Linked DNA regions of Mus musculus: regions 1 and 2 are each linked to region 3. The links are chromatin contacts, called in public Hi-C and HiChIP or PLAC-seq maps. All regions are on one chromosome and are shown on one strand. The core of a region is the stretch at or near the end of the contact, and the rest is flanking DNA. Distances in the headings are between cores, read along the strand shown. Region 1 overlaps Galc (galactosylceramidase). Region 2 overlaps Ttc8 (tetratricopeptide repeat domain 8). Region 3 has its middle 47 kb from the start of Spata7.

What was found. Hi-C and Micro-C count contacts between places; a contact is called where the count stands out from the background. HiChIP or PLAC-seq counts read pairs in DNA pulled down with a chosen protein or histone mark.
Region 1: an H3K4me3 HiChIP or PLAC-seq map of bone marrow-derived macrophages shows a contact between it and region 3, with 6 times the contacts expected there. The contact joins two enhancer-like sites. A contact is called at or near these places in 11 of 115 datasets of contacts at active chromatin or transcription factors (CD8 T cells, astrocytes, bone marrow-derived macrophages and 6 more).
Region 2: a Hi-C map of the N1E-115 cell line shows a contact between it and region 3, with 10 times the contacts expected there. The contact joins two enhancer-like sites. A contact is called at or near these places in 3 of 484 Hi-C or Micro-C datasets (the HL-1 cell line, the N1E-115 cell line and group 2 innate lymphoid cells) and 2 of 9 other capture datasets (adipose tissue and liver).

What each region holds. Positions count from the first base shown.
Region 1 is chr12:98,245,761-98,248,460 of GRCm38.p6, forward strand. Galc (galactosylceramidase) reads right to left here. Exons shown (of 17, transcript NM_008079.4): 6 at 494-532. Among named protein-coding and RNA genes, the nearest start is that of Galc, 12 kb to the right of the region's middle. Within about 2 kb of position 1,306, at least 30 of the 459 cell types and tissues checked have an H3K27ac peak or open chromatin away from gene starts, as enhancers often do. A contact at or near this core is called in bone marrow-derived macrophages, where this site is marked.
Region 2 is chr12:98,973,025-98,975,724 of GRCm38.p6, forward strand. Ttc8 (tetratricopeptide repeat domain 8) reads left to right here. Exons shown (of 14, transcript NM_029553.4): 10 at 1,618-1,757. Among named protein-coding and RNA genes, the nearest start is that of Gm40554, 50 kb to the right of the region's middle. Within about 2 kb of position 1,422, at least 27 of the 459 cell types and tissues checked have an H3K27ac peak or open chromatin away from gene starts, as enhancers often do. A contact at or near this core is called in the N1E-115 cell line, where this site is marked.
Region 3 is chr12:98,673,451-98,676,150 of GRCm38.p6, forward strand. No RefSeq gene overlaps it. Among named protein-coding and RNA genes, the nearest start is that of Spata7, 47 kb to the left of the region's middle. Within about 2 kb of position 1,346, at least 156 of the 459 cell types and tissues checked have an H3K27ac peak or open chromatin away from gene starts, as enhancers often do. A contact at or near this core is called in the N1E-115 cell line and bone marrow-derived macrophages, where this site is marked.

The sequences.
Region 1 (2,700 bases), core at 56-2,555, 430 kb before region 3:
TAAGGTCGTGCACATACACATGTACTCATCAGTGCATATACACGCTAGCTTGTTGGGGTCAGGTCGCTCTCTACAGCACTGACTGCACTCTGGAGACCAGGCTGGCCTCAAAACCTCAGAATCCCAGCTCTGCCTCCCAGGGACTAGAATTAAAGGTGTGTAGAACTATGCCTACCTAATGCTTTCTTTTTTTTTTTTTTTCTTTTGATGCTGAAGATAGAACTAGTAAGCATGAATTCCACTGTTAGCCAAACCCTACCCTACTCCAAAAAAGAAAAAAACATTCAACCCAACTCTTCAGATATAGGCCATTCAGGACCTATGAAGAATTACATACATATTCTTCAATATCAGGAGCATAGACATATTTTATGTCACATCTAGCAAATTCTAGCAAATTAACTATGCTGTCAAAAAATAAGATTTCTAATCTAACTGTTCTCCAAATTTCTTTGTATGAAAGCATAAGCAAAGAGAGATTTGTTTCACAGACCTTTATATAGTTGGCGTCAAACGGCCTTTCATTCCAAATCTGCAAAACAAAAATTCAAAATGTCTGAAATGAAAGTTTTCAAACGTAAGATGAACTGAATCATTAAAGCACTACATTTCATTTATCTGATGAGCTAGTTTCCAAACTTTAAAAACTGCTGTCATAGAATTTATACTTTTGTAAAGCAAAATAACTTTTAACACTTTCAAGTTTTTAAAAAGTATTTAGGGAATACTTTTCAAAAAGTCATGTATGGGGCTGGAGAGACAATCCAACATGAAGAGCACTCGGTGCTCTCTCGAGGGCCAGTCATTCCCTGCACACTGTAGTGGCCAACGTCATCTCTAACTTCAGTTCCAGGCGATCCAGGGCCCTCTTCTGGCCTCCGTGGACAGCAGGCATATATGTGGTGCACATACAGATACACAGCCAAATACTCATATATATAAAAACTATTTTTTCAAAGAAAGGCATTTATTCCAGAGATTAATATGCATTCATGCAATAAATATTAGAATTATAATGTGTACAAATCCTACACTGGACATTTGGAGAACAAACAGGTATGAGAACCACTTAAATAATTCTAATATATAGACACAGTAAAAAGCAAGTTCTTTACCAGGGAATGGTTAGAAGGAGTTTGTTTATGCAGAGGAACGGAATGATCTGCAAGAACACAAGAGCAGGCTCTTGGTGAGGAAGTGAGAAGGAAGCACACTTTGTTCTCTTCGATTCAGAATCCTGAGGGGGTGGTTTCTGTGGTGAAAGGGAACCTCGGGGCCTCCAGTCCTGTAGTCTACAGAGGAGCCTAAGTCTAGGTGTGATAAAGATCTTATCTAAAGAACGCCTCCCCACTGCATGTGACTAACCAGAGACTAAAATGAGACAGATTATCATCATTCACAGGAAATAGTTTGTGAACATGTACCATATCAGAAATCTAAGAGATCCATCTGCATTTAATCACATTAGTTAAATGGACCAACATTTAAAAATAAAAAGTTCCCAGATAAAAACAGTCAGTTATATTGTGGAAAAGTAGAGGAAAGCAAAACACCCATGGAAGGAGCTACAGAGACAAAGTTTGGAGCTGAGACGAAAGGATGAACCATCTAGAGACTGCCATACCCGGGGATCCATCCCATAATCAGCCACCAAATGCAGACACTATTGCATATGCCAGCAAGATTTTGCTGAAAGGACCCAGATATAGCTGTCTCTTGTGAGGCTATGCCGGGGCCTAGCAAACACAGAAGTGGATGCTCACAGTCAGCTATTGGATAGATCACAGGGCCCCCAATGGAGGAGCTAGAGAAAGTACCCATGGAGCTGAAGGGGTCTGCAATCCTATAGATGGAACAACAATATGAACTAACCAGTACCCTCAGAGCTCATGTCTCTAGTTGCATATGTAGCAAAAGATGGCCTAGTCTGCCATCATTGGAAAGAGAGGCCCATTGGTCTTGCAAACTTTATATGCCTCAGTACAGGGGAATGCCAGGGCCAAGAAGTGGGAGTGGGGGGGAGGAGGGGGGGACTTTTGGGATAGCATTGGAAATGTAAATGAAGAAAATACCTAATTAAAGAAAAGAAAAAAAAGGAGAGAAAAGCAGTAAGTCTTGACTGCCTGCCTGTGGCCATGGCTCATCCTCATGTCTTAATGTTCCTCTGAGAGGATTAGGGATCTGCAGCAGTGTCCATCTCTCACTGACAAGAGCTCACATCGCTGTTGTAACACAACAGCCACTGTCCTACCACACAGTAGATACTCAGGACAGGCTCGCTGATAATTTATATTTTGAGTGCATAAAAACTTCAAATCAATACTGAATGGCTGAGAAGCACCTGAAAAAATGTTCAACATCCTTAATCATCAGGGAAATGCAAATCAAAACAACCCTGAGATTCCACTTCACTCCAGTCAGAATGGCTAAGATCAAAAATTCATGTGACAGCAGATGCTGGCGAGGATGTGGAGAAAGAGGAACACTCCTCCATTGTTGGTGGGATTGCAAGCTTGTACAACCACTCTGGAAATCAGTCTGGCAGTTCCTCAGAAAATTGGACATAGTACTACCGGAGGATCCCGCAATACCTCTCCTGGGCATATATCCAGAAGATGTCCCAACCGGTAAGAAGGACACATGCTCCACTATGTTCATAGCAGCCTTATTTATAATAGCCAGAAGCTGGAAAGAACCCAG
Region 2 (2,700 bases), core at 172-2,671, 300 kb after region 3:
GAGTGTCATGTGACTTGAGAGGCAGAAGAGACCTGTGTGAAGTTAGACATAAGCAAAGTTTCATGGAGAATGGATGGGTGGACCATGAGAGGATTTAAGCAGCGGTATCATTTATTAATAATATCTGTTGAGGCAGATGTGATTTGCCTGCAGTCCAGCTACTTAGGAAGCTGAGGGAGGGGGGTTAGCTCAAGCCCTGGGTCAAGCCCAGATTGGACAACACGGTGAGATTATACCTCAGATTTTAATAAAATTAGTGTTAGATCACAGGCTCACTAGCTGTCCCGCCCTGGAACTCAGGCCACACCCTTCTCAGCTCTCGGGCAGAGCTGACAAAGTGACCTGTACTGCACTGACAGAGAATTCAGTCCCCTTCCTTCCACTCGCTGCTATTGAGCAAGCCCGGTCCTCCCCCCTGCTCCCCACCCCCAGTTCCTAGACTCAGGACAGCCACAAATCATACACTTTTATCTAGTGCCTTCCCTTTTGTCACCTGGAGTGCAGGCCAGGCCAGCTTAGGTCTCAAGCAATGGAGTTCGCCCACCACATCCTGCTCCAAGAACCTGCAGGAGTCAGGAACCACGTTAGTCCTTGGAAACTGGAGCTGCTTCTCCTCCAGGCCCCTCGGTGGCGCTGTGCGTGTTGGGCATTTCTCCTGATGGAGCTCCCTGCGGGAATCTGAAGGCTTCCCTTTAGTACCGCATGACATTGCCTCTGGATGATGCAGTCTCTCCCGATGCTCGCCCAGTAGTGGCTTTCCCTCAACTGTCCCTCGTCACCATGACTTCTCCCCTAATAAAGGTCATCTAAAGAGTCATTTGCATTGGCTCCTTTCTGCAAACCTAATTATGGTAAGTCAGAGCTATTAGGGACCTTTATCTATGATCACCACCATTTTTACAGATGTATACAGTAACTACGGAGGCTGCTGTGGTTTTTACCTATTATGTATTTCTAAACTTGGTCTGGGTTGCTTTCATTTCTTCTCTAGACCTGGCTCTTCTTACGTCTTGTCTTCCATATCTGGAATGCCCTTCAGTCAGCCACCAGGTGATTTCTCAAACACGATGTAGTATGATTGCGCTGTGCCTCTGGGCACTGTCCCTTTTCCCAGGTGAAAGGGTCCTGGCTGCCTCTGCATTCCCGGGCACTGCCTCCTTCCCAGGCTCACTTGGGAATGTTTCTTGTAAGTGTTTTCATTTAGGCTCATGTGGTTTGGTCTCTCTGCCAAGTGCGACTGTCCCCGCAGATGCAGGCTCCGACACCCCATTTCATTTGCATCTCTGTCAGACAGGGCCTCTCCCAAGGTGACCACTAACAAGCAGCCCTGCCTGTCTTGCTCTCCGCTCTTTACATTGCTTGTGCATCCTTCCCTGACCTTATGTCCCTCACTGAGTCATTTGTTAGCTTCTCCACCAGCTGTCACCTCCTTGAGGACGATGACCTCATGCTTTCGTTTGTATTCTGTCCCTTACCGTCTAGAACAGAGTCTGACATATGGCAGGCTGGGAGTAAATATTTGTTGAATGAATGAACTTAAATGGGTCAAAAAAAAAAGCAAGCAGGTCCTTGTCCAGTGTGACTAAAGTGTCGCTCTTCTCTCTGGATGTGGAACAGGAAATGAATAACAGTTCATCTGCAGCAGAGTACTACAAAGAAGTTCTAAAACAAGACAATACTCACGTGGAAGCCATCGCCTGCATTGGAAGCAACCACTTTTATTCTGACCAGCCAGAGGTTGCCCTTCGGTTTTACAGGTGGGTCTTACATTGCATGCACAGGAAACGTTGGGGGTGAAACAAGAGGTGCGCGCGGAGGGGTGGGGGTGGTGGAAGGAAAATGCAGACAAATTATGCATTCTCCATAGGCCACAGGTGTATAAATCTAGGAATGCATCTTTCAGCTACTTTCTAAGGATTCAAGTGGTATTCGGTACTCTAGGGGAATGTGGGCTGGCGCCCTGGAGAAACATACCTGCATGGTCAAGCTCACATTTTAGTTCAGGGTGGGTGCCTACTAGTCGTCAAGAAACAACTGACGCTAAATAGCTACTGAAACTCTTTCTCCATCACTGACTCTTAATACCACAAAACCTAAAGACAGTGAGGCTGAGGCAGGGAGGGATTTGCAGTTACTCTGAGTTCAGAGCTTTGAGGAGGACTTAGAGCAGGGTCACCTGCCTTGTGAGGTATTTGAGCTTTTTTTCAAGTCTAAGAAAGGTGTGGTTGTTGGCTCTGTTTAAGCACATGCTTATTTTATCCTGCATGTGGCTTCTAAAATGCATTTTGAAACATCTACTATTTATTTGTGTGAATGCCCGGATGAGGGGTATGCACCATGCCATACCTGGGAAGGTTGAAAGGTGTGAGTCCCAGAGATCCAACGCGGGTCATCAGGCTTGGGGACAGACAGCTTCACCTACTAAGCCATCCCTCTGGCCCGTGACGCTCACTTTTTACCCAGTGCTTTCAGCCCTCGTCATACAAAGGAGTAGACCGACAGCTGACAAGTCCTTCCCAAACACGTGCGGGGTGGGAAAGCTAGTGGAGAACAGAGAACTCTGCAGAGACCAGAGGTGATCAGCCTATCTCTGCCATGCAGCACAGACAGCCTAGTGCAACTGCAGGCCTAGTGGTAAACAGAGCCCAGCCCTCAGGCTGGGTCAGACCTCAGGGAATTCCCCGCGGGCACTGAGGCCTC
Region 3 (2,700 bases), core at 96-2,595:
CAACTTTGTATTTCTCATGTCTGGTAATTAGCATTAATACCCTTATGATGTTATTTAAAATTAGGTGTATATATGTAATATATACTATAATATTAATGTGTATATTTTATATAAACAAAAATTTAAATTATATTACATACAATATATACAATTTGAGTGATGCATAGATAGATATTTCTAAGATTTACCAAAATTCTTTTTACATTTTTTAACTCTACATGAAAAATACTGTAAATGTAGTGGTTTGAATGAGAATGTGAATGGCCCCTAGAGGCTTATGTTGACTACTTGGTCCCCAGTTCACGGAACTTTTTAGGAAGGATTGAGAGGTGTGGCCTTATTGGAGATGCTGTTTTGCAGAGGCGGGGAGGAGTCTGTTGAGCTTGAGGTTTCAAAAGGCTCAGTGTCATTCGCACTCGTACATCAAGAGCTCTCAGCTATTCTTGCCATCCTGCCTTTCCTCTGCCATCATCAACTCTTTTTGTTACTTTTCTGTCACTATGATAAAATACTGTGAGTAAGGCAACTGTTTGTGAAGGATGAGGAGGTGTGGCCTTGCTGGAGGAGGCGTCTCACTGGGGACAGGCTTTTCGAGGTTAGCTCCCCCTGCCTCCTACGTGTGGAGCAAGATGTGAGCTTTCAGCTACTGCTGCAGCACCACCTGCCTGCTGCTGCTGCGTTCCCTGCATGGCAGTCATGAACTCTAACCTCCTGAAACTCTAAGCCCAGTGAAATGCTTTCCTTAAAAGCTGCCTTAGTCGTGGTGTGTTGTTATGGTAACAGAAAAGTAACTAATGCAGTAAAAAGATCAGTCACTCGATGTCCATCACTTCCACGTGATCTGATACCTTTTCATAGCACTAATATGTGTACCTTACTAAAAAGTGAAAATTTAAAATTCAAGTGCATGCTCAAGTGGGTATTATTCATATCTCACAACTAAAATAATGTACAGTTTAAAAACCAAGGGTAGTAAAATAGCTTAGTAGGTAAAGGTCCAGAAATAAAACTGGTCCTGCTTCAATAAGGAATACACACGCAGGGGCACGCGGGCACACACACAAACACACACGTTTATGCACGCATTCTTGATATATTATTATCCACAGCTTAATCGTCAATATATTGAAAACTGTTCATGAACTTCAAATTATTCAAGGTGCTTTAATTTTGTGAGCACACATCACCAATCTTAATGGTTTAAAACCTGATTCCTATACACATGCGATGATCTAAAGACAGCCTCCAGGTGGCGCTGTTGCACTTGGCAGTGCCCCTCTGCTGGCTCTATAAACTTCCCATCTCAATCCAGCTACCAGTCCAGGAAGAGGGTGGTAGATAAGCATGCTGGGAAATGTAGAGTGCTTTGCTAACTCACCCTTTCACCTCGCCTCACAGCCACATTCTCAGGCAGTATTCACGCTTGCTTCGTCTCTAAGCCCCACATCTGGCACCTTACCACCCATGCACCATTCAGGTTCCTGCAGAAAATGCTGAGATAACCACTTCTGTGAATTTTCCTATGAACCTCGGACTGATCTGGCCTGACCTGTGAGTCTCAGTCCTCGTTGCCTGGCAGAGCAGAGAGTTTATTCTCCTGTCTCACCACCAGGGTGCAGCAGTAAGCAGCCGCTCGCTCTATGATCTCAGAGGACACAACAGAGATTTGGTGGTTACAATTCCTACCTTTCACCTCCCCTCTCTGCTGGCCTCACACTCCCCACCTACCCCTTCACCATGGCTTTGGGGGACAAACCAAAGGAATTAACACAATGACTTACTGCATGGTGTGCAGAAGTAAATGTGACTGTGTGGTTTACATGCAATGAGCCTTTAGAATGTTTGAGATTTGACAGAAATCCCCAGGTGATGCCACTAATGCAACCAAAGAATCCATCAAATGTTCTCTGCAATCTCTATCCAACCCAGGCTTGCAGAGTGGCCTTTACCCTCCCCTTTCCTGGACATAATCTCACTTACTACGACTAGAGCAGAGATATAGAAAGTTCTCTCGGCTGTCACTCCAAAAAGACCCACCTGGGGTTTAGTTTTTAAAAATGAATTTCAAATAAAAGATCACTTTATCTTGTCTCATGTGCTCTCTTCTTACTAAATTTATACCCAGGAGTCTCCTTTAAAGGCATAATTTAAATCGGGCATGGTGGTGGAAGCCTTACTTATAACCCCAGCACTCAGAAGGCAGAGGCAGGCAGGTCTCAAGGAATTCAAGCCCAGCCTGGTCTACAGAGTACGCTCCAGTCCATCACAGACTACACTGTCTTAACATTTTATATGTGTGTGTGTGTGCGTGTACACATATATGTATATTATATATTATGTATAAACATTATTTAAATAATATATAAATGATATATTTACAAAACATATAATTAAGAAATATTTATAAGAGTGTATGAATATATAACATAGTATATATTATATAAGTATTGTATATAATATATATTACATATATAAGATATACTTTATATAATTTATATATTATATACATATATAATACATATATTAAACAACTTCTATCTCTACACTGCAAGCAAAAGGGAAGAGTCTCTGCCTCTGTGAAATGAATCAGCCACGCCATGATGTGAACACAGTGCTATATCAACACCCTTGCCCTCCCCTCTGTGTTCCTAGGTAGGCATCTCTCTTTCTGGAAGTTTCTAAGGGAGCACATCTGTCTTG